Linked DNA regions of Sus scrofa: all the other regions are linked to region 3. Evidence: chromatin contacts called from public Hi-C and HiChIP or PLAC-seq data. All regions are on one chromosome and are shown on one strand. Each heading gives the region's core, a stretch centred on a gene start, on an enhancer-like site or on the middle of the called end of the contact. The rest is flanking DNA. Distances are from core to core; before and after follow the strand shown.

The links. A called contact is a pair of places that touch in the nucleus more often than the background predicts. HiChIP or PLAC-seq counts read pairs in DNA pulled down with a chosen protein or histone mark.
Region 1: a contact with region 3 is called in an H3K27ac HiChIP or PLAC-seq map of alveolar macrophages. The contact joins two enhancer-like sites. A contact is called at or near these places in 3 of 47 Hi-C or Micro-C datasets (liver and skeletal muscle) and 1 of 2 datasets of contacts at active chromatin or transcription factors (alveolar macrophages).
Region 2: a Hi-C map of liver shows a contact between it and region 3, with 4 times the contacts expected there. The contact joins two enhancer-like sites. A contact is called at or near these places in 1 of 5 promoter capture datasets (liver), 9 of 47 Hi-C or Micro-C datasets (alveolar macrophages, embryonic fibroblasts, fetal skeletal muscle and 4 more) and 2 of 2 datasets of contacts at active chromatin or transcription factors (alveolar macrophages and skeletal muscle).
Region 4: an H3K27ac HiChIP or PLAC-seq map of skeletal muscle shows a contact between it and region 3, with 11 times the contacts expected there. The contact joins two enhancer-like sites. A contact is called at or near these places in 4 of 47 Hi-C or Micro-C datasets (heart right ventricle, omental adipose tissue, psoas muscle and 1 more) and 2 of 2 datasets of contacts at active chromatin or transcription factors (alveolar macrophages and skeletal muscle).

Annotation. Positions count from the first base shown.
Region 1 is chr16:46,169,828-46,176,182 of Sscrofa11.1, forward strand. No RefSeq gene overlaps it. Among named protein-coding and RNA genes, the nearest start is that of PIK3R1, 260 kb to the right of the region's middle. Within about 2 kb of position 3,919, at least 7 of the 83 cell types and tissues checked have an H3K27ac peak or open chromatin away from gene starts, as enhancers often do. A contact at or near this core is called in alveolar macrophages, where this site is marked.
Region 2 is chr16:46,230,841-46,236,990 of Sscrofa11.1, forward strand. No RefSeq gene overlaps it. Among named protein-coding and RNA genes, the nearest start is that of PIK3R1, 200 kb to the right of the region's middle. Within about 2 kb of position 2,426, at least 13 of the 83 cell types and tissues checked have an H3K27ac peak or open chromatin away from gene starts, as enhancers often do. A contact at or near this core is called in liver and omental adipose tissue, where this site is marked.
Region 3 is chr16:45,617,370-45,623,701 of Sscrofa11.1, forward strand. No RefSeq gene overlaps it. Among named protein-coding and RNA genes, the nearest start is that of CD180, 33 kb to the left of the region's middle. Within about 2 kb of position 5,027, at least 38 of the 83 cell types and tissues checked have an H3K27ac peak or open chromatin away from gene starts, as enhancers often do. A contact at or near this core is called in alveolar macrophages, liver, omental adipose tissue and 1 more, where this site is marked.
Region 4 is chr16:46,142,912-46,149,488 of Sscrofa11.1, forward strand. No RefSeq gene overlaps it. Among named protein-coding and RNA genes, the nearest start is that of PIK3R1, 290 kb to the right of the region's middle. Within about 2 kb of position 2,475, at least 8 of the 83 cell types and tissues checked have an H3K27ac peak or open chromatin away from gene starts, as enhancers often do. A contact at or near this core is called in omental adipose tissue and skeletal muscle, where this site is marked.

The sequences.
Region 1 (6,355 bases), core at 2,669-5,168, 550 kb after region 3:
CTGTTTGTTGGTAGGAGGCAACACTGAGAAGGCAGAAGACTTGGGTTGGAATCTAAGTTCTGTTAGTTTCCTGAACATAGGTCACTTCACTTCTCTGCATTGCCATTTCCTCACATAAAGATGAAGTTGATAACAACATCAACTATTACAGTTGTTATGAGAACCAATCACACACATATGTGAAAGGTATGTATATTAGGAAGGAACTGGGTAATGGCCCCCAAAGATAGCCACATCCTAATCTTTAGACCCTGTGAATATTCTCTAATATGGCAGAGGGGACTTTGCAGATGTGGTGGAGTTAAAGGTATTTCCAGTGGGAGGATTATCCTGGATGATCTGGATGGGCCCTTAGTGTAATCATAAATGTCTTTAGAAGAGGGAGGTAGAGGGTGATTTGACTATACAGAAGAAGATGATATGATGAAGGAAGCTGACACTGGAGGGATACACAGTAAAGACAAAGTAAGTAGCCCTGAGCCAATCAAGTAGATACCATGTGGGATAGTCTATAAAACAGCTCCTGAATTCAAAAAAGTCAGTGTCATGAAAATCAAAAAAGGCAGGAGTGGATGGGAATTTCTAAGTTAAAAGAGATTAAACAAACATAACAACCAAATAGAGTGTGATCACTTGATTGGATCCTGGATTTTTACAACTGCTATAAAATACATCATAGGGTTAATTGAGGATATTTAAATGTGGATAGCACATTGGAAATTTCAGAATAAAAGCTAATTTCTCTGGATAAGATGGCATGGTTTAGCTAGAAAAATATCCGTATTTTTAGGAGATGTAAGCCAGAATATTTAGAATTGAGATATTGTGATATAAACTAATTACTCTCACGTACTTTACATAATTAGCAGTAAAGAGAGAGAGCGCATATATGTGGTAAAACGTTTACAATTGCAGATCTTCGAAGACAAAATGGTTGTAGGAGTAAATGGGTGTTCGTTGAATTGCTTTTCAACTTTTCTGTAGATGTAATACTTTTCAAAATAATCGGGGGATTATTAAATATAAATATTAAAATATTTTCAATTATCAAAATTCAGAACTGTAATAGCAATTGACTTCATTCTGAGAGCATTTAGACACAATTTTAAATCATATTGCCAATTCTCTTGAGTACCGGTTTTCAATAAAGTAAGAATATCAACAGTAAATACAGTGTGGAGAATCCCTTATGAAGTACAGCATTCTGATATTCCAAGTATATTAATGCACGCATCTTATTTTGATATAACTTGGCCACTGAACAGAAAGGTCTTTGTTATCGATAAAATAAGTTGCCTGGCAAGTCCAGTCCTCTTTCCATCTCTTAACTTTCCTTTGGTGTTGCCTGCTTCTCTTACACAGCCTTCCAGCATAGGAGCCTGGCTCTGGCTTAGAATATATCCTGCCCCATTGATTTTGCTCTGCTTCCCAGATGCTGAGAGTTCTTATTCACAGACAAATAATGCATTATAGCTGATGGGGTAAGGGAGTATTTTAGTTGCTCACACAAGACTGCTGTCCCAAACTAATTAATAGTGGGTATATTTTCCATCAGCAAAAAGTATATAAAGTGACTACTACATTAATTGCAAAGTTGTTGATGTTTGGAGACCTAAAGAGGCAGGAAAATATAGAACTTTGAAAAGTAGTAAGTGCTTTTTAGGATCTTTTTCTTTTGATTATTGAAGAAGCTAAAGATTTAAGTTCCAGGACTAGGAAATCCTACTGCATGTAGAATTCGTTTAAAGTCCAAGGGAATTTCACCTGATTTTTCTTAATATTTGCACAGTTGGGAGAGACATACATGAAGGTTAGTTAGTACAAAGGAGTGTCTTATATTGATATTGATTTGAATGGTGACTAACCCTCATGCAAGACCTACACAATATGGGGGATTGTTTTAACAAAGAACAAAAAAGTTGAAAAAAAAAAAAAGAAGAAGGCGCTCAGTCCTCAAGCTTGCCATCAAAATATTTACATGAATTTATATGGAAAAATTTTATACCAAGTATATACTAGCTTGAAAAAAATATCATTAAATTGTTCATTAGGTAATCATTATCCAAGGCAAGGCATGAGATCCTTACAACACTCCAGAAATATCTAGGTCAGTCCAAGAGTCTGATAACTCCACCGAAGAGTAAAGTGTAGACTCTGACCCAAGTTCTATAATAACATCAAATATGGTACAATATTAGAACAATGACATTAAACATTGTAACACTTCTGCAGGAACTTGTTACCATCATGGGAATTTCCTAATCAGCCCCAGCCCTCTCATTAAAGTTAACAGACACACCCACACTTAGAGAAAGCCTTGTCTGGGTAGCACAATTTTGATCTCCAGGAAAAGCCGTGTAATATTATTTACATGTAAAACCTAAGGCGTCTAGACAGATATTAACCAATAATATTGATTGAGCCTTTCTGTGTATCAGTTCCTGTGCTCAGAGATGCAGATATTCTCTAACCTTTACAGCAATCCAGTGGGTCAGGTACTGTATTTTATTTATTTTGCAGGAAAAACCTAAAGATTCAAGATAGCAGGCCACTTGCTCAAGTTCACACAGACAGCAAGTAGCGAAGCTGGGACTGGAACCTACTTAATCTACTTCCAGATCTGGGTGCTTTTAAGCAGGAGATAGAAACATAATAATCCTGTAATTGACAATAACACCTTTTATATAACTCTCAGAGGTTACCAAATTCTGCGAAAATAATATTTCCAATGACCATTGCATGAATGCAGTGGAATCGTCCATGTCTATAAAAAGAGGAACCTCATGGTGGGCAGGACTTCTGAGCCCACCAGCAGGTCTGGGTTCGCCATGGCCAGGGTCTCCCATAACCCCACCCTGCAGTTGTTGCCAGCTCCTTTTGTGCAATTCTTGGCAAGTTCTTCATTCTCCCCTTAGTCTTGTTCCTCAGGAATACAAGTAAGAATGTAGGACTGGCTGTCTCCCTTGAAGTTTCTCATTCGCCGTCTGTCTCAGACTTGGTCCCACCATGAAGCTCTGCCACACTCAGTTTTTCTGATCATCTTCCTTCTTTCTATTGATCCTTGTGGAGATTTCAGTCCAGCAGGGGCATTAGTTCTCTGATTTTAGGAAATCTCGCTCAACTTTTGCACTTATCAGCCTCTCTTCCCTAATTAGAAGAGCGTAGGTGGTAAAATATCCACAAAGCCTGTAGTGCAATACAAATGATGTGCAACTTTCGTTTGTTGATTTTACTAATTATCTGCCAAAAATATGATTTTTTTTTCTGCCTGACAGAAGGAGTTTGACTCCTTTTTGCAGACAAAATTGCTTGTTAAGGTTGATAGATGTCCACAAAACCAGGGAGACTGGCCTTTTCCAAAATGGCATGGCTTTCCAGCAGCTGTGGCAAAATCAAGCAGAGAACTCAAGGGAAGGGGACCCAGTGAGGTCACACACAGTGAGAGAGTGAGATTTTATGACAGTGCTTAACAGCTACAGACTTTTGGAAAGATATCAAAGTTTAGTCAGAATTAACTAACACAAACAAGGTGGTAATTGAATCGTGTTTATAGGCTACAGGTGGATGGCAATGCATGATGGGGTGCATGAACAAGTGCAGGAGCAAACATTAGTTAAGCATTAACAGTGATGGGTGCTTTCATGTGTTTGAATCCCCTCCATGGCCCCATGAGGTAAAAATTGTTGTTTCATTTCATAGAGAGGAGACTGAGCCTCAAAATCATTGATACGCAAGTGCCCGAGATGATCCAGCCAGAAACTAGAAATTTCTGAATACAAATTTCTTTTGTTTTGGATTGTTTAAAAATATATCTGGGAATTTGTTGTTATTCAAATTTGAGAAGGCCAACAGATGAGGAGAAAACTGCCATTGAAGAGAGGGTTGCTCAACACTTCTCAAGAGGAAGGAACACAGCATACCTCACAGGGCCATGTAGGGAAGCACCAGGGTTGGTCACAAGGCGGAGGAATGAGGGAGAAGAATGAGCACAAAACTTTACCGTGGTTCTTGCTAGAAGGAATGGGGGAGGCAGGGTTCTGTTTGCAGTTGAATAGGCTTAGAATTGGATAGTTTGAATAATTTCAGCAGGCTCTGGGCTATTGGTGGTGTCTCTAGCTCTCTAGTACTTGACCCTGGGTGATTTAGAGAAGGGTGATAAAAGGAAGCAGGTGAGGGTGTGGTTTAGGATTGCTAATTTGCTTATGAAAGTCATGCTGACAGGCAAATTATTGGCTGTCTCTAGGAAGTAGCTAATCCTGAAAGGGACATTCCTTCTCCAGGTCTGCAAGTACCCAAGATAGCAAAGCATCATAAAATATAGAACATTAAAAATGTGACGTGTAATACAGGAGTAAAATTTATATTTTTATAGTTCGGATTAGAAATGCCTGATGACTTCAATTCTGGATGTTTAGGATGTGGTCTTTCAAAACAGAATTGAAAATTAATCTAATATTAGGCAGGCATTTTAAAATTATCTCAAAGGTGCATTCTTTTTCTTTCTGTGTTTTAAGTTCCTCCCAAAGCAATACCTTTATCCCTAGCTCTAGTCTCGCTGTCTCTCCATTTTTAAAGGAACATCTTCCCTGGCTAGGAGGTAACCCCTTTGCATGGACTGTAGCTGCCTGTTGATGTAGTTACCATAGAACCTACAGTGTCAACTGAGGTCCCAATTTTTCTCTCAAACTTCAGAGACTATGATTATTTCAGAATTTAATCTGTGTTACCTTTGCCTCCTCCATTTTTGAATAAGCTGAAGTCCAAATGCTGGTCTCCTCCTTTGTGTTCATACCTATTATTAATCATCATGATAACACAATGATAACAATGTCTGGCATTGTGCTCATTGTTTTATATTCATTTTCTGATTTTATCCTTGCAACAACTTTATGAGAAAAATATTGGTAGTCTACTTTTTGAGATGAGGAAACTAGAGCAGGGGAAAAGTAAGTAAATCATTGAGACATGTAGGGCTGTGCTAATTCAGCCCCAGGTCTGTCTGATATCACGGCTTATGATTTTTCACCATAAGCTGCCCTTCAGTCTTCAGTGTGCATTTTTCTGCTATGACGTGGTGCCATATTTGTATCTGCCAGGCCCATGGGCTCATGGACATTGGTGATTTAATCAGGTGATCAGGTCATTTGGTGATCTCCAACCAGGTGTGCTCTTTTACTGGAGGGGTGGAAGTCAGACACAGAGCCTTAGACCCTGAGGGAATGGGAAGTGGGGGGAGGATTGGCCCAGAAGGAAGGGAAATGTGATGATAGCTTTGGAGGATCTGGAATATCAAGCAGAAGGTACCATCTCATTGTAAAGCCACCAAACAGAGACTCATTTACTGAACATGAGGGTCAGGGTAGAGCTTGGTGATAGATGAACAAAGGAAAAGGCCAGCACTAGAAGCTGTCATAAGGGCAGAACTAGGCCAGCTGCTGGACCAGAAGGGTCCAGAGCCTGAGAGATCCTCAGGGGAAGTGTCCTCCATTGGCCCTGCTAAAAATCCAGAATGGGTCCTGGGTGGGACTGAACCTCTGGGTGAGACATAAATATTCCAACTTTAAGAGTGTAGGGTAAGCAGAAGTCTAGGGTCAGAGAGGCCTCCAGAATATGGATTGTAAACCCTTGGTCTCTAGGCTTAGTAATCTATGGTTATGTCACCACTGTCAGCAGAGCACTGGCACCAAGGCTCAGCCCTGTGTGTTGAAGCAGAAGGGAGGCACTTGTGTAGGTGCTCTGAAGGGAAAGTACTGAAAAATGATCCCCATACACACATATTCTTAAAGTGGTTCTCTGCTTTGCCTGAATTTCGCCCCATTACAGGCATATCTTTGGATTAAGGAATCACTTTTCTGAATTTCTAAGTAAAATATTATACTTAGCAAGGAGGAGTGAGAGGTTAACTCATCTGCACCCATTTCAGTGATCCATGAGCTACACGTAAGGATATCACAGTTTTTAGCTGACCTGGCAGAGTCAGGGATCTGAAGACACAATTAAATTGCAGTGCAGGTAAATTTCAATAGGGAGGCCCCCTAAAATACAGCTAAGTATTCAGCCATCATTTGAGATCTCAGGAGCTTGGAAGGATGGTCAGAGGAGAGCTTGGAAGGTGGTCAGAGGAGAGCAAGGGAAAGAACGAGCTCCCACCATGTACATTTCATGTGCTTATACTGTTCCCTGCCCTACATCTTATTGAACACAAAGATTGCAAGAGGATTGTCATAATTCTCAAGGTTCAGGGAGTTAAAGTAAGTGTTCCAGATCTCTCAGCTAATTAATGATGAAGCTTGGGTGACAATTCAGATCTGTCTGACTCCAAAGCTCATGTTCTTTTCCCCTGTGCCACAGTGCA
Region 2 (6,150 bases), core at 1,176-3,675, 610 kb after region 3:
AGAAGTAGGAGACACACACCCTTTCTGCTGCAAACACATAAGCTCTCTATTCCTTTACCCACAAATGCTTACATTGAGAAAAAGTTGCATGGTCACAAATGAACTTCTAACAATGCCAGCAAACATGCTGACATGGCAGCTCATTTCTGACAGGGTCATAGCTAGATTGTATAGGGGAATCATGAGGGATAGTGGCGAGGAAAAGCCCTGAGTTTGCCTGCAAGCTGTTGGCCAGTGATGTCAGTCATTAGCTCCCAGTTCCATACCACATGCCACAGCGTGATAAGTACCATCATCTGTGTCACCATCATTGGCATCATTACCACAGGAATTGAGTTCCTTCCAGTTGAAACCTCATGATAGTTTATTTCTTGATTTATGAGCTATTTTTCCACCCTAAGGTATGCCTGATTGATATACCTGTTCTTGGCATGGCAAGATTTCTGTGGAAAGAAAAAAGTAGCCAAAAGTAGTTCATTATTCAACCATTAAAGGAATGAACAGCTCATGGTCACCAGGACAAGCAATATACAAGTCATTTAAACTTTTTTAAAAAATATATTTAAAAACCTTTAATATTTATCCTTTTACCACATCAAAATTCTTCAAAAATTAAAGATTTAAAAAAAAAACTTCTTGCTGTATATCTGAGAGATCATACCTCTTCCTTCCTGAAAATCCTTTCAAGATGCTTCCAGAAGCCTGGCCTGATCCTGGAAGGATTTGGGAGTGATTCACAGTATTTAGAAGACCCAGTGCTCCCTGATGGCCTTCCTGTCTTAGGCATTCCTTGTAATCTGCAGCTCCCACAATCTGCAGTGGATATAATCCAGGCCTCAAAGCACCATCCTGCAAGCAGGAAGGATGGTTACAGCAGGCATGAAGACCACAGAAGGAAGACCAAAGATGGGCAGGCATTGAAAGAAGCAGCAAGAAAAACTGAAAGCTTCTTCACAGTAATAAGAACCCTGACATGTTCGCCTTAAAAACACAGGGGAAGCATGTTGAATCATAGTGCAGCAAAAAGAAAGAGAAACAAGACCTCAGTCCTGTTGAATTAGCCCTTCCTCTTCTGTGCCTCTATTTCAGCAGAATTCAGAATGACCAGTGGCAAGGTGGAAGAGGCCTCCAGGTCAAGACAAAGGGGGCTTCTGCTTCAGGGAACCATGTTGCATTTCCCAAAAGTAGTACTCATTGACCCCTGAAAATCATGGAAATGAGAGTGTGACTATCTCTCTGTTCAGAACAGCCATCCTGGAGGACCTCAGGCTTTTGAACTGGAAGCAACCATATCTAGGTATATCAAGGTGACAAGTGTCATGCTCCTCCTGTACAACTTGCCATTCCTGTAGATACAGATGAAGAGTCTCTTAAGACAACAATTGCTGCTGATGGTGTAATTTCACACGTTCACAGATCACTAATGGGGAAGAAAGGATAATGAGAACTTGGATGCCCGGGTTTCTGGCTACCTCAGAACTCTAGATATTTGAGTGCCTTTCTGGTGTCAGTGATTCCAGTGGCTTGCTTCACTATGGAAAACCCAATTTTGCCTTTCTTTAATGTTATTTTGGCAAGTTAGAAGTTTAACAACCTCTTTAGAAACCAATCTCTGCATTTGGTTTTAAGTATATGTAGGTGTCCATACAGTTTGATGTTATTAATCCCAAAGGAGTGGGTTTGAACTGAGTTGACTATTTTTCATCATGACGTAAAGTTGTAGCAACAAGCACGTAGTTTTGTAGAGATTTATTTGCATTTTAGGGACTAGGAAGTTCATATTCAAAACTTAAGGAAGAGGGAAAAGGAAGAAAGGGAGGGGAAGGAGGAGATGGAAAGGAAGGGACGAGGAAGAAGTAGGTAGAAACAAGGTGGGGTGACCAGGAGGAAAGAAAGAATATCTGAGAACAAGGTAGCAAAGCATCCTTTTGAAAGGTGGCTGAAAGAAGTGATATTGTTGCAAAGCCAGTGAGTGCCCTGAGGCTGCAGGAAGAGGCATGGATAGGTAGATATGAATCCACTCCTGGCAGCCCCCAACATTCAAGACCATTCCTCTGGTCTTCTGTGGGCAGAGGAGCTGCCACAGACTAGGACTCAGCAATGAGAAGGAGGATAAGAAGGTGGTCCATTCTCCTGGGCCAGGCCCAGCTGATAGCAGTCCTAGCCAAGACTGCTTCTGGGCAAAGAACTTGCTTAATGGGCCCCCACATCACCAGCACTCACTAAATGTTGAAGAACACAAATACTGGGATCACTTTTAAAATTGCTAGCTGTTTCTCTTCAAATGTGGGTTGAATTTTCTTTCGCAATACGAACTATGTTCCTGCCAATTTTAAAGTTTACAGCTCCAGCTGTTAGGGAGTTATGTAAGAGCAAAATGATCAAAGGGCTTCAAGAGTGGAAAATGCATTTTTCCCCTTGGTTGCATAACTCCCGCAATGGAATGGGCGATGTAATCGAAGCATCACTGGCCCACCGCTCCTGCCCATCACTGCTACTTCTACAAGTGGGAGAAAAAAAAATCACCTTGGAGGGGGAACCAAGGACATAAAAAATATTTGTTGGACTCAAATTTAGAGTGCCCAAGCATTTTTGCAAAGAAAGTTGCAAGTAACTGAAACAGGTTAAAGGAGAAACGAAATTCCCCTCAACTCTAGGGGAGCTTTCTGTAAAAATATGAACTTGGTACATCAAAAATATAGTTTGTTATATATAGGCACCATGATATTCTAATATCAGTATTTTATGAATACCATTCTTCCTATTGGTTTTTTAGTCCTTTCAGAAAAGGTAACTTACCTTTTGACCTGGTGTCCCCTGGCCCTGGCATACAATACGATCTGATCAATATATCAAATGCCTAAATAAGGATTATTGAAAATGTAACTTTAGCTGTGTATCTGCAGAAGCCTAGACATGATGCAGTGACAATGTTTGCAAGGAAGAGGCAGAGGCTTGATAAAGGCCAAACAGGTGTTATTTTTTTCTGATTTCCTTTTTTCCATATGGATCTAATTCAAAAAGAATAAGAAAAATTGAGCAAAGTCAGGTGAGAGAAGTGGGCAAAGGCAATGGTCTCTGTAAGCCCTTAGCAATAACTACAGAATATCCTGGGGGCTTCAGATACCAGTGGTTTGTCCTATGCATTTCTGGAAATATCAGCTACCAGACTGTCTTAACCCCTGCCCATAATCCCAGTGAGTAGTTGTGAAAAGCCAGGGCCCAAGTGACCCCATATGCCCCTAAGAATGGCCTGATCACCACTTGTCAAATTATATTCCAGATCCAGGACACACTCAGTCAATGAACAGCATAATTAGATTTATAAGACCTACTTCAAAAATCCAGGGAGATCCATACTCAGTGGATAGATTCCATTCCCCATCCGGAGGTGGTGGTAGGGGAAGCTAGAGATGAATTCCAAAGAGCTAGTGAAGGGTACCAGGAGGGCAGCAGGATGAGGGGACAGGATGGCCCTTGCTAACTTTCAGAGGCACTTGCCTCTCCTTTGTGGTGGGATTGGCACTTCCTGCATCCTTGCTGTTTCCACTCCACCACCCCTACCTGGCCCTTCCATTTTTCTGGTCTGGATCACCTGTTGAAGAGAGCAGAGGATTCCTCCACTGGAAAGATGTTCAATTAGAAGACTCTAAGACCCTTCTACCTTTCCAATTCTCCATCTGTATATATTTTAACAACCGTCTCCTGGATCTGTATTCACCCTGCATCTTTCAGGACCCTTCCCTACTCTATAGAAACCTTGGATTACTTTCACTGTCCCGCTCAAAGGCTGAAAACGTCCTCCCACCTTCCCCTAGCCTATTGGATGAAGGTCCCCCTGCTTAGCCTGGCTGTCATCAGCCTTTACAGCTGTGGCCTAAACCTTCCTCTTCTGTCTTATCTGTTCTCCTGCCTGGGAACACCTGCTCCATCTGAATCCTGCCCATCTTTTGACATCCCATCCAAGTAGAGTTTATCTCATTTCTTCAGGCCACTGTGATATTTCAGGCCCCCGAATTCCTGTGGAAGGTACTCATCTTTCTGCCTTCCTGGACCCATGGGTTAACTATGTGCACATCATAGTGGCTCCTAAGGTCACAGAACTTAAAGGGAACTCCAGTAGCAATGCAAGCACTGAGATAGTCAGAGGCCCACATCTCAGGGTCAGCCTGGCCATTCGATGTCCTTGTCATTCTGCTCAAGTGATTTCCAACCCAGTATGGGGAGGGATAGTTACATGACTTAGTAAGACATGCCAGAAGGCTGGGACCCCAGATTGTCTTAACCATATATTCAGTAGTATAACTTTATGTCTTGGAAAACAAATTAATTTTGTAGCAAAAATTATAGAAAGTAAAGTTTAATCAAATCTTGGCTGCAGAGTGCCACTAGAAATTGACCCTGTTTTGTGAGGATTGATGATTCTTCATCAAAAGTTCAAAGCTTGGCACCACCCCCTGCTTAAGGGATAGGGTAGATCAGAATTTCCAGGAAACATGAGATTTTTGTGGTTATTAAAATGTTAAAAGGTTAAGAAAACTAGCAGCTTACTCTATCTTAAAATATTACTTTATGTAGTGGGGGAGAAAACAATAAATTAACAGTGGGGTTCTTGTGAAAATTTAAGACAAGATCTGTGAAAGTATTTGCAAACAGTAAGGTTCTATTTAAATGTAACATGTGAGTATATATGAGAGGTTCTCATTATCTGAGGTTGATTAGTACCAGAAAAAGCTTAAGCTGAATCCCTTTAAAACAGGGACAAAGAGGACATAGAAAACGGTGGGAAATGAAAAGTTCAATTTAAACTTGGCTTTCAAAATTAAAACTAAAAATTATGAAGGGGATTTATTTATTTTACATCTAATACATTTTAGATTATTATCATGGCTATGTGCTAAATCTTAGAACAAAGAATTAAGAAAATATTGGGGATTTTTGGTGTAATTTATCTAACAAAATTGCATCATAGCACAATACAATTAGTTTTACTTCATGTTTGGGTTTCTCAACATGCTCATAAAAAGAATTTTTTGCGAAAACATTCAAAGATTTATCAATTTTCTAAAACACTGCTTTTTCTCTGGGAATTCCAACATGTCATTATTATTGTCAATTTTCTTTTCTTCAATAATCAACCGATAAAACCCTGCTAGAATTTCATTTGTCAAGAACTTTCTGTCTGACTATACTGCCAACATCTCTTTCATCAGTTATAAAATTCTGAGTACTTTCTAAATTTTTTTCCTTTTTTGCATTGTTCTCCCAACATATTTTTGATGGATTATAATATCAGCTCGTTACCAAAGTTACTATTAAACAATGACATTGGGATTATGAGTGAAGGTAGATATTAAACAATGAAGAATGTTGGAATGGGTCAATTCATGTGATAAATGGTCAGTTTATTAGGTTTGTGGTGTGTGTGTGTGTGTGTGTTATGATGACTTGCTTCCCTCTGCAGCTTGGCACTTGAAAAGGTTTGGATAATGAATTCTTAGGTTATGGGGACTCTGTCTCAGTTTTTGTATTTTTTAATAGTCACATACTTAATGTCTTACTGAAATAAGTGCTTGGTTACTTTTGACTGAATAAAGAATTGATGGATCAAGTGAGCAAATAAGTGGAGAAATAGGAGGAAATGAACAACGATCAGCTCTAGTTTTATACTGCAGAATTTACTTTTTGGTAAGAAAGCCACACACAGGAATAGCTAATCTCAGTGAGATAAAACAAACACAACAACAAAGATGAAAAGGATGTGAGACTTAGACCTGATTTCTCCATTTACAAAACAGCATCAATTTGTCCAGGGTTCCTGATGAAAACGTGTAGGTTCTTGCTGGGTCTGTCCCTTGGCAGAGTAATGAAGGAGGAATATCTATAAAAATAAAAATAATTGTGGTGAAAACTGGCATCTACCCTTTTTCCTTATACACATTCTTTTAGAAATTCTGACCTCAGGGAGTCCAGGGGGGCTACAAAACTAAAGTATAAACACATCATCTCATGGAAACATTTCCTTTAAGAGTTGGAGAGAAGAATTATATTTTCGAATAGAATACAAGCTGGCTATATACTTGTATAATAAAACTTGTTTTCTAAGAAATTTTACTTTTGCAGAAGGTCTTGAGGCTACATCTATAAGAA
Region 3 (6,332 bases), core at 3,777-6,276:
AGTTGTCTCTCGAGGTGAGCTAAATAAAACTCTATCCTGTTTTCTAGAGGCATATTCTGGTCTGGTCCCTCTGGAGGATACACTGAAAATGCTGGTGCTTCACATTTCTCTCAAGTCAATTTCTCAGTAGCCTCTTTAGAGGAGTGGTCACCAATCTGTGACTGCAGACCTTGGGGCAACAATGGTTTAATGTCGTCACTAACAATAGCTTGATATGTGCCATGCCTTCTGCTATATACTTCACATGTTTTATTTCAGTATATTTTAAAAAGTATGACTCATAGTAGAAAATCTTGTGTTGTAAAGCAGGACTAAGTTACACGTATATATATATATTCAGAAAAAAAGTTTCACAAAATAGCACTTATCTTTTTGTGATACAGTTTGCTATTTTTCCTTTTATTGTTTCATTTAAAGAATTCTGCTTGTCCAATGCTAAGCAATTTTATGTCCTGCTAAATGGTTTATAATCCATAGTTTAGAAAAACACAGCTTTAGTTCATTTCAGTTTTCGTAGTAATTTTATGAAGTCAATATAATTTTAATACCCATTTTGCAGATGAGGCAAATTGAGTTAATTTGTTCAAGCCCACACAGAGAAACCAAGGCCTATGGCTTATACTTGGGATTATACCTCTTTTTAAAACAGATGTCAGTTGTGTTAAAAATAGCTTTCTACATTCTTATTGTGGCCTGAATTGTTTGTAGCCTGAATAAATACAAGGTCTTGTACATATGACAGGATGGGCACTATTCTTGGTCTAATACATGTGGATAGACTATGATTTATAAAATTCAAATATTTCTAGCTCTAAATCCATGGTAGCTTTTAGTTATTATGTATGTTTTTAATCAGTTGTTTTAAAAATTACAACTTCCATTATATAGAGATCTGAGGAAGTCTTTGAAAGTGGAATTGCATTTTCCCAAGAAATGCATTCAGACATGGAGGCCACACTTTCAGAACAGTAGATAGCAGGCTTCATCAGGGATTCATGAATCGTATCTTTAGTTTCACTGACCTCTAATTGAATTTTAGCATATGCTTTAATTTTTAGTAGGCAATAACCAAAGCAGTATTAGCAGCACACACACGTTTATCCCCAGTAGAAGTTATTGATACTTTTATATCATCTTGCAATATTGCAGATGTCTCAAAATCATGTCATTGAAATTATGCTAGTTATCTGGAGTTCCCATCGTGGCTTAATGGAAATGAATCTGACTAGCATCCATGAGGACCCAGGTTCGATCCCTGGCCTCTCTCAGTGGGTTAAGGATCTGATGTTGCCATGAGCTGTGGTGTAGGTTTCAGACACGGCTCGGATCCCGAGTTGCTGTGGCTGTGGCATAGGCTGGCATCTGCAGCTCTGATTTGACCCCTAGCCTGGGAACTTCCATGTGCCATAGGTGTGGCTCTAAAAAGACAAAAAAAAAAAAGAAAGAAAGAAATTATGCTAGTTATCGGATTCTGATATGTACTGTACCGATGAAGGAGCATGTGTGTTGTATATCATAAATTTTTCTATAATAGTTCGGTAATTATATCGCAATATAATTTTATTTTATGTGTTTTAAGTTCATTATTATTTAGAAGACAGAAATAGGAAAGGGGTCCCCAGTTCTCACCAGACTGTCACAGTGGACCATGGCTCCAAAATAGACGGCAGCCATGGTTCCATGACTGGAAGGAGTTAGAACACAAGATGAGGGGCTCTGGATTGCCCCTCTAGAAATGGGTCATAGGGAGTTCCCGTCGTGGCGCAGTGGTTAACGAATCCGACTAAGAACCATGAGGTTGCGGGTTCAGTCCCTGCCCTTGCTCAGTGGGTTAACGATCTGGCGTTGCCGTGAGCTGTGGTGTAGGTTGCACACATGGCTGGGATCCCGCGTTGCTGTGGCTCTGGCATAGGCCGGGGGCTACAGCTCCGATTAGACCCCTAGCCTGGGAACCTCCATATGCCGCGGGAGCGGCCCAAAGAAAAAGCAGAAAGACAAAAAAAAAAAAAAAAAAAAGAAATGGGTCATAGATCTGGCCACCCAACATCAATATCAGCTATTTTGAATGGTCTGGCAAGGGAGAAATGAAGTGCTTCCTCATTCTGAGCTTCGCATGTTTGTTGATCCTTTAAATCTTTCGTTTGTCTCTGTGTCTGTCCCTTCATGTTTAGTTTCACATTTTTGCCTTCTTCTTCCTCCATTGATATGACCCTGCCTCTTGTATTTGGCACACAGATTCATTTAGGGAACCTTAGAATTGCTATTTTGCCAAATTTAAGTTTAGAAATGCAGTTTCATTTATTAGATGCCTGTTGTTTGTGATCTCAACAAAAACCTAAATGACTGATTTTATTTTCAACAATGTGGGAAAAACCTATACTTTTGGATTGAGTCCTGGCAGCAGTCTTCCTGAATTACCACATTGCTTCACAGAGGTAAAGGGCTAGGGAAATGACCAGTGGTTTAAATTATTTCTAGGCCTGCATTGCAAAGTGCTGTGAACATAAAATAATGAATAACAGACATACAGTCTCACAAAAGTCTCTGCTTTGATGAAACTTTGCAAAGGTTTTCATTTAGTCCTGTGTTAAATTTAGTTATAATGTTCTTTACATTTACAGAAAAATATGTTATTGTATATTCTTTGAATTGAAATGTTTTACGGAGCTGAATTATTTTAATCTTGGGATCATCAAGATATACAAACTTTAATTTACCCCGAAATTCTTTTGAGATGATATAAACTCCCTTCCAAGAAGTTACTGGAGTTATCTTTTTTAAAAGCAAATTGAATAACTCCCCTTTTTTTTTTTTTTAAACAATCTTTCCATGTTCTTTTTTTGTTAATAGGAAGGAGTTCAAGGTACTTAGGATGGGATCCAGGGTATCATGGTCTGGGCTCAGCTCCCTCTTCATGGGTGGCTATTTCCCCACACATTGTCTCTGTTTTAAACTTCCTAAAGCCCTTGTATTTTCCTGCACACATCCTGACTTCTCCAACTTCCATGACTCTGCATAGGTGATTTATTATTCCATCCTGCTTTACTTCCTGGAAAACTCCTATTGGTCCTTTGAAACCTCTCAGGTGTCACCCTCTTTCTAAAGCCTTCCTTTATGTTGACCTCCATTCCTTGCTTCCCATCCAACAGAGTAGGGAGAATCTGGGTTCACATATTAACTGGTAGTGTTGATCTGAATTCACTAACACGGTTTATTTACAGAATAGTATCCTTCTATTAAATGGGATTCTCCTTGAACACAGGGGCAGTGTCTTCATCTCCTTCTTCCAGGGTCCTAGCATGAGACAGGGGCTCATCTGATGTTGGGTGACGGAGCACTGTCATCAGGCTAACCTAATTGATGGTGTATTTGGAGAATGGGCTAGTAAAATTTAAGCATTACACGCTGTATGGGTCACTTCCTGCTCCCTTCCTTATATCTTCTTCGCCTTTTGACTCCAGCCATTGCTGTGACAGCTTTGTGCAGTTGTGACCCATCAGGTCTTTGCCTTAACTGCACCGCATACCTCTTGCTTTCTGACACCCAGGCTGCTGCTTGCAGTGACCAGGTTAACCACCTTGCTCCATGCATACACTGGGGCAATAATGGGAGTTGGGGGATAAGTACTCCTCCACCCCATATTATTCAGAAAGATGTTGGGGCCTCATTCTACAAGGCAATTCAGAGCATCAGGGGGGAAGGAGCTGCAGTTGCCCATCCCAGTGACTAGTTCAATGAAGGGGCCTTGGATTGGCTTGCCCTCTTTCTCTGTTTAAATCTTCCTAGTCCTCTACTTCTGTTCCTTGGAATCACTTCCCAAAATTATTGATCTTGTCTCAGGCTCTACTTTTGGGAAGAACCTAGACAAAGACGGAAACCTTCATTTACAACCAGCTTCTCTAAGTTATGTTCTTCTCAGACCAAGAGATGTTTGGAAAATGGTTGCAAGTCTCATAAAGTAACCACTAAGTAAAGATAGTATAGGATACAAGGGCATAGGATAGCATCCACCATATAAATGTGCTATAAAGTGTGAAATGTTTTGTGAACCAGGCATTTTTACTCCTCAGTCAGGAGACATACTCAGACAATTGCTCAGTTTTGTAAAAACTCTTCTCCATAATTCTACAGCTGTGTCTTAGGTAGTAACCGAATAGTGATGTTTTGATCATAGTTTTACAGATGGTGAGGCCCTAGACACAGCAGCTTTCACTGAGCAAGTGATGAGGCCCTAGAAGATGTATGTCTTTCCCATGGAAGGTTAGTGCAGGGAGCCTGGATGTGAAACACTATGCTTATACTATTGGGCTGGATGGTTTGCTCTGATGTGTGTGAGTGTGGGTGTGTGGGTGTGTGCATGTGTGTTTGTTTCTTTTTTAAGCACAAGGTATCGATTCCAATCTAACGATTTTAAATATCACAATCCTTGGATTACAAACAGAAAAAAATGACATTTTTTTGGAAAATGGAAAACATTGGGCAGTAAAATTGGCATCTGAAACCCTGTACTTTGCCAAATGCTTAAATCACAGAGTTTTTGTATCTTTTGCAGCTAGAAGAGACATTTAAGATCACTCAGAGCTGGAGAGCCAAATGTTTTCTAACAGAACCAGGGCTAGAACCCAGACCTTGGGAGTCCCCTTCTCATGGTCCTTCTGATAGACCACACTGCCTTTGTTTGATGATCCTTCATTTAAACCAGTGGTTGGCCAACTTTTTCCATAAAGGGCCAGATGATAAATAATTTAGGCTTTGCAGGCCAGTGGTTACTGTCCCAGCTACTCGACTCTGACTTTTTTTTATGTGAAAGCAGCAATAGGGGAACTTACATAAATGAGCATGGCTGTGTTCCAATAAAGCTTTATGTAGAAACACCAGCACTAGGCTTGATTTGTCCTCTGTTTTATACTATTGGAGTCATGGTGATTTTTGCTTAAAGGTCACCAAAATGCTACTGGGTCCTAGAGAGTTAAAGCCGCCACCCAGCTTGGTGGCGAGCCAGGCTGTTGCATCACAGTCCACACATGATTGGGCTTCCTTCCAGGTCTGTGTATGATCAGACTCTGAGCCAGCAGCCAAGAGAGTGAGCCCGGCATCCATAGCACTCCTGTTTCCAGAAGGAATCACAAATTCCCTTCCTGTGCAGATAAAGGAACAATTGTACCAGAGGAGAACTTACTGGAAAGTAATACAGGGTCACCAGGAAGGAAAAGGAATTCACTCCTCGGTCATAGTCCTTAGTCTGGTTAGGAGTCGCTCAGACCTGGAAAGGCCAGCAGAGTTGCATGTCTGAATTTGGCAGGCCTCCAGGACTCCTCACTCAGAGGATAATACATTGGGCTTTGATGATTTCTGTGGCCCACTCAGAGCTTCCTTTGGTTGCTCCAAGTTGCCGCTTCCCTCTCACAGCCAGGTATCTAATTCTCTCCACTGTTTTACTCCCCTCCCATTTATCATCTGCCAGTGCTAAGCCTTTTTTCTGCTGTTAATCACAATCTCCAATAGGCAAAGATTGTCTTTTCTCGGTTTCGTCTTCCACTTGACACCTTAACTTTTGAGTCCCAGTTCTGAAGCCCTGTAAGACAAATGTCTTTCCATAGAAGAAGCTTGGCTTAAACCCTATGTTTATGCCTATGAAGTGGATGTTCGTTCCAGTACATGTGTATTAATGTGTGTGCCTGTGTGTATGTATGTGTGTGTATCTGATGACCTTTAAATCAGGAGGTCACCTTCCCTTTGGACCTCTCTGCCCAGGGAAGGTCCTTTACCGCCTCAGTACTCTAAGTTAGACTCACAAGTGGATATTCTCTGGCCAACATTCTCATGTTTTTACTCCTTCCCTCTCATTTTTCACCATGTGAATCCACAAAATAGTCTTTTTCATAATTGAAAGAATTAAAGACTTTTAAAGGCTGAATGATGTTTCCAATGGATTTAATGATGTAATCCTCAAAAGAGTATATGAATTACCTGTTTGTTTTTTTCTTTTGTCTCTCTCTTTTTTTTTTTTAATTTTTTTAATTTTCCCACTGTACAGCAAGGGGGTCTGGTTATCCTTACATGTATACATTACAATTACATTTTTTCCCCTACCCTTTGTTCTGTTGCAACATGAGTATCTAGACAAAGTTCTCAATGCTATTCAGCAGGATCTCCTTGTAAATCTATTCTAAGTTATGTCTGATAAGCCCAAGCTCCCGATCCCTCCCACTCCCTCCCCCTCCCATCAGGCAGCCACAAGTCTCTTCTCCAAGTCCAAGATACCATCTCACACCAGTCAGAATGGCCATCATTAATAAATCCACAAATAACAAGAGCTGGAGGGGCTGTGG
Region 4 (6,577 bases), core at 1,225-3,724, 520 kb after region 3:
TCAAATAGTTCCCAAACTCTTGTCAAAGTGATCTAAAATTCTGTCATACAGGGTTTTTTTTTTTTTTTCCATAATCTTTCTCTCTACTCACCTGCTTGGAAATTTCCACTTATTCTTCAAAACTTCAGTCGCCTATTACCCCTAAAATGTGTAACTCAGGGATCCTCAACTTCTGTTGACAGCTGGGGCCAGAAAATTGCTTGTTCTAGAGGTGTTTAGTAGCATCCCTGGTCTCTACTCACTAGATGTAGGTTGCACACCACACTCTGATTGTGACAACCGAAATGTCTCCAGACATGCCCCAATGTAGAGAACTATGGCAGTGCCTCAGTCTTTCTTCCGGGATCAAGGTGAAGGGAAGCTCTTTTTTGCTTTTGCTTTCATGTTATCCTGTATCTGTTTATCATATTAGCACTTATATTATCTTGTATTTGCCTATTGGCTCTGTCTCTCTGTCTCTAACACACACATTTGTGTCTGGTGAAAAGTATTATTATTATATAGAAGCCTCTGATGCATTGAAGAAGGATGATGAAGGAGGTGGAAAGGTAGGGAGAGAGTTCATAGGTGAAATGATGTAAATAATTTTTAGAAACTGAGAAAAAAAAAGCTAAAGGTCTTTATACAAGAAAAGAGAAAGATCCAGCGGTGGTGATGTGTGTGTTTGTGTGTGTACTTGTGCATATGTGTGGGGAGGAGGCATGGAAATACAATGAGGGGATAGCATCCATCCTGGAGAAGGATTTGGGTTGGAGCCAGAGAACTTAGAGAAAGTAATGGAAAAAGGATTGTGAGGAAAATAACATTTGGCAATTGAAGTTGTAATCTGAAGAAGTTAAAGAGGTCTAGTCAGGATTCTGTTTGAGTTTTGCCATATAGTATAAAATAGACAATTTTCTCATTCTACATAAAAAAAAATCTTAATCATTGTAGAGTTAGATTTGCTTTTTAAGGTTGCAAAGGCAGTTCCTAGTTCTGTGTTGAGGTATACAAGATGTTGCTAACAGTTGTACAGTCACCTGTTCTTATTTGTTTTTGTGTCGTCTTTGTGCTCTGTGTGCTGCTTTAGGGCATCGTGTACCCCTAGTTTATAGCAGAGTTTTATGGTACATGCAGGTACCTGGGTGAGAATTACCTTCTCTTCACAGGTGATAAGATGACCAGTGAATATCATTCTCCCAGCTTATGGGAAAAAGTGATAGCCGAACCATGCAACCTGGGGAAAGGACCTTTGTGTATTTCTCAAACTCAGATGCCAGATGAGGACTGGGACTCTTGGAATATAAATTAGGAGTGGGAGGAAGAGGAGGAGGAAGAATAATGTTTATTGAGAATTTACTTCATCAAACTTAAGATTGAAAGATACACCAAAAAAAGTCAATTATAATTTTAATTTAAATCATCATTACTAAGACACAAACAGATTTCAAAGATGTTTAAATATGAAATAAAAATTAACATTAGAATTTGGAATATAGTTCATGCCATGCACTCTTCCAAGTCATATAAATAGTTAAGTCAATTTTTACCACTATTCTATGAGGAGTCTTATTATTAGATGGCCGGAGGATCACTAAGTTTGAGGCCTTGGTTCATCCCAAGTTATGATGTTCCTGGAAAGCTAAGTCCTTCAGATGATGAAGGATCCATTGGTGCCCTGGTGAGAAACTGAAAGATATAAGGATATAAGGACAGAAGCTGAAAAACTGAAAGATATAAGGACAGAAGCTGATCAAAAGTATTTAAAAAAGAAATGTGGTAGTGAGCCTAAAAACCATGTTCCAGAAGAGTAAATAACTGGATGTCTTGGAGTTCCTGCTGTGGCCCAGGGGGTAAGGAATCCTACTGCAGTGGCTGGCCTCGATCCCTGGCCTGGTGTAATGGGTTAAAGGATCCTGTGTTGCCACCGCCGTGGCATAGGGCTCAGATCTGAACCCTGGCCCAGGAACTCCATGTACCATGGGTGTGGCCATTAAAAAAAATAAAATGAGTGGCAGTCTCATTCAAAAGTGTTCCATGATGTTAATATAACACACCAATTGTGGGGGCAGGAAACAGTTAAAACATTTTAAAGGGCTGAAAGGGCTTTCTGTACCAGGACAGCTGTTTGAATGTGTGCTATATGTTTGAACACTAAGCGAACCACTTTCCTTTTACTCTACAGATGTGGACAGAGGATATTTCTGTGGAGAGGCGAGTGGGGGAGGAGGAGTATAGCGGAGGAGTTTGTTGTTCCTGAGAGGACAGACACCTCAGCCTGCCTGGAAGTCTTTCCTTCCCTCCCCACCTCCACCCCTACCCCGCAAAAGCTGGGGAGTATCATGCTGAGAGGAGAAACAACAAAGACAAAGATAAAGGAGATGCCAGAGGGAAAGCAGACAGAGGAAACTAAGCTAGGGTGGTTAGAAGTGTGGATTCTGGAGCAAGACGGCTTGCCTTTGAAACCTGCCTCCGTCAGTTGAGCAGCTGGGACTAGGGTAGCTACTTAGCCTCTCCAAACCTGTTTTCTCATCTCTGAAACATGGATGATAATAGCATCTACCTCATTGGGATAGTTGAAAGATTGTTAGCCTAATGACTGGCACCAAATTAAATACAAGATAAGCATTGGCTGTGATTATTCCCTTACATTAGCCTGCCTCTCAGAGAGAGAGATGTAACTATATGCAATAATCCTGTGTGTATGGCTGAGCAGTGTCTGTCTAATCAAAGAAGCAAGGGAGGTCACTAAGCACAGAAGATACAGCTAGCAAGTTTGTTGATATGTGACTAAGGAACCAAGGCAAAGTCCCCCACAACAAAGTTCTCACCTTCTTTGGCAGGACACTGTGGCATGTCATGGATAGCTAGGGGCAGAATTACAACCGGCTCCCACAGCAACTGCTTGTAAACTGCAGCAAGAGGCTGTTGCCAGTAAGAATGCATTGCAAATAGACCTTATCCTTCCGTGGTGCTCCCACCAACGTCACTGTTTTAGAGCAGTGGTTCCCAACTTCACCTCCTCAGATGATACTCAACAGCATCATCTGGGAGCTTTTATTATTATTTATTTATTTGTTTTTCATTACTTAAAGAATTTTATTACATTTATAGGTGTACAACAATCATCACAATCCAATTTTATGGCATTATCATCCCAAACACCCCAGCATATCCCCCCACCCCCTAACCTGTCTCTGGGGAGCTTTTAAAAATGTAGATTTCTAGACTCCACTCCAGACCAGTTGAACAGGACTCTGGGAGATTTAGGCATCTGTATTCTAGTGGGTGGCAAGGAGTGGGAACCATTGCCTTAGAGAAGTGAATCTCAAGCTGGAGTGGGCGTCACAAACCCATGGAGAGCCTGTTAAAAGCCAGGATGTTGGACTCCCTGCCCCTCACCCCTACTGCCAGAGTTTCTGATTCATTAAATCTAGGGTGGGAACCAAGTATCGATGCCCTTCAACCAAAGACCACCAGGAAGTCACCTATGGTTAAATAAGTTGGATTGATTATTCCCCACAGCGAAAGGGAACAGGCCATGGGGAACTATAGGTGTGTCTGTCAGAGGATGTTGGAAAGATCCTATATAAGATTTGGGCTTCGGTTCAGTGATTTGAAGGGAGCTTTAAGCAGGTGGGAGTGTGCTCTAAGTTGGATGCTGTCAGAGAACAGAGGCAATTCTATGAGCGGTTATCTCAACAAGTTTTATCTTTAAGGAGGAGAGACTCACAGGAGAATAAACTGTAATTGGTACAGAAATGGCAGACGCTTATTTTGGCCAAGGGAGGGGATGTTTAATAACTTGTGGGCTTGCACGATGACCTTGTTTTTGTCTGTGTTCAGATAAATTTATGAAATGGCCTTGTTTTGTCTCATTTTATCATGGTCTCAGAGTAACCTTGCATGTGGTTCTGTGAGATTGCTTCTGTTCAGTAGGGGAATAACATGGCCCACTGGGAGCACCAGGCCAGCTTTCCAATGTCGTACCCACCTCCCCCTTTTTCCTTTCTCACAAGTTCCAGGTGATGCTGATACTACTGGTCCAGAGACCATCAGACTTTGAGAATGATTGTCTGAGAGGATAAAGAGACCTGAGACCTATGTTTGGAAAAGGCACAAAATAAATATGCATGAACATTAAAGAGCCAGGACCCAGAATTTCAAGGGAACAACAAAATAAAATCAGAATAATATATCCTGGGAGATAGTGTAGCTTGGGAAACTGAGTCCAGCAAGACGAGCGCAATACTCCAACTTTAAGGAAGGATGAGGCTAGTGTCATCTGGTTGTGCCCTTCCTCTCAGCTCCCAGTTGCCTTCTTGACCAACTTCCTGCTCAGGGCCTTTGTGCCTACTGTTTTCTTTGCCTGGTAATGGGCCCATTTTGACCTCATTCTTATTCATCCTCTATGTATCCTTTTTTTAAAAAAATTATCATTGATTTATGATGTTGTGCTAATTTCTGCTATACAACAAAGTGACTCAGTCATACATATATATATTCTTTCTTTTTTAAATGTATTATTTCTCTTCTTGGTCTATCCCCGAAGAGTGGATAGATATAGTTCCATGTGCTATACAGTAAGACCTCATTGCTTATCCATTCTAAATGTAATAGTTTCCATCTGCTAAAACAAAACTCCTAGTCCATCCCATTCCCTCCCCCTCGGCAACCACAAGTTTGTTCTCTGTGAATCTGTTTCTGTTGTATAGATAACTTCATTTATGCCATATTTTAGACTCAACATATAAGTAATATCATGTTTTGTTTGTCTTTCTCTTTCTGACTTACTTCACTTAGTATGAGAATCTTTAGTTCCATCCATGTTGTTGCACATGCCATTATTTTGCATTTTTTATGACTGAGAGCATTGCATTGTGTATATGTACTACATCTTTTTAATCCATTCGTCTATTGATGGATATTTAGGTTGTTTCTATGTGTTGGTTATTGTGAATAGTGCTGCTATGAACATAGGGGCACATGCATCTTTTTGAATTACAGTTTTGTCCAGATCTATAGCCAGGAGTGGGATTGATGAATCATATGGTAGCTCTGTTTTTAATTTCCTAAGGAACCTCCATATTGTTTTCCATAGTGGCTGCACCAGCTTACATTCACACCAACAGTGTAGGAAGGTACCTTTTTCTCCACACCTTCTCTAGCATTTATTACTGTAGACTTATTAATGATGGCCATTCTGACCCATGTGAGGTGGTACCTCAGTAGTTTTGATTTGCATTTCTCTAATAATTAGTGATGTTGAACATTTTTTTATGTGCCTGCTGGCTTCTTTGGAGAAGTGTCTATTTAGGTCTTCTGCCCATTTTTCAATTGGGTTGTTTGTTTTTTCTTGTTATGTAACCTTTTAAAAAGTCCCTTCTTCAGAGAGGCCTGGGCAGAGCCCACCACACACAGTAAATCATTTTCCCTCTTAATCACCCTCTCCCCTTTATTCCATTTATCAATCATGATTTATAATGCAATGTTTATTCTGATGATGGTTGATTTCATGTCTGTCTCCCCCACTAAACTCTGAGCTCCATGTGAGTAGAGACGATGCTTAATTTGCTCATCACTGTTTTGTTCCCTTACAGTACTTTTCTGAGAGACCCACTCCCAGCATGCACTGAATCACAGATGAGTCCCTGTTTGCCTTTATACAGTTCAATCCATCCTGCATATTTAGGACTTCCCTGGCGGAACAGCAGGTTAAGGATCTGATGTTGTCACTGCTGTAGCTCAGATCATGGCTGTGGTATGGGTTCCATCCTTGGCCCTGGGAACTTCTGCATACCTTGGGTACAGCCAAAAAAGAAAAAAAAAAAATAAGAACCACATATTGCTTCTTAAAAAAATTATTTATAGCTTTAGCTTGTCAATGCCATTCTTCTCTGTTTTTCGTTGCTTATATAGATCCTATCAAACACTTCATATTTTTCTTTGATTACTTCAGTGCAAATATAAAGAGTTTGATGAAATCTACACAAGCAAAGAAACTTGTTTCTCATCTGTCAAATCACTCTTTGTTGTCAAACTCTCCCTCTCTTGATTCAATATGATGGTGGCTCTTTTAGCTGGCTTTTTATGAGAGCTAGTAGGGATTAGCTTTAAAATAAAAATTTTCCTTCAGGCTTTTCATTTGTTTGAGACATTGCTCGGGTTTGTTGTTTCAATTAAGTGTCCTGACACACTTCCCTTAACCCTTCTTCTGGGGCTGGGCTTGCTACAGCAGCCTTCTTGGCTGTAGATTCAGGACAAGAGAAGAGATTTTTGCCAAGAATGAGATCCAACAGAGCCTCAAGAGTTTTAAATTTCAGCCAAACTGGGTCCTGTTCAGATCTGGTTTAGCTGGCTCCTGGATTCTGAATGCAAATGCTTCAAAATGCTCATAAAATGGTAACAGAAGACTCTGTGGACATCAAATAGCACTCACTGAATATCACTTTAATGAGTTAAGTGAAATGAAACAGGAACATATGGATTCCATTGTCCTAAAAATACACAGGGGTTTAAAATAAAGGCAAATAAATAAGTTCCTTGGTGACATGTGTTTTGGGGTTTGCTGAACCAAATAGATTGGAAAGTTCTCCAA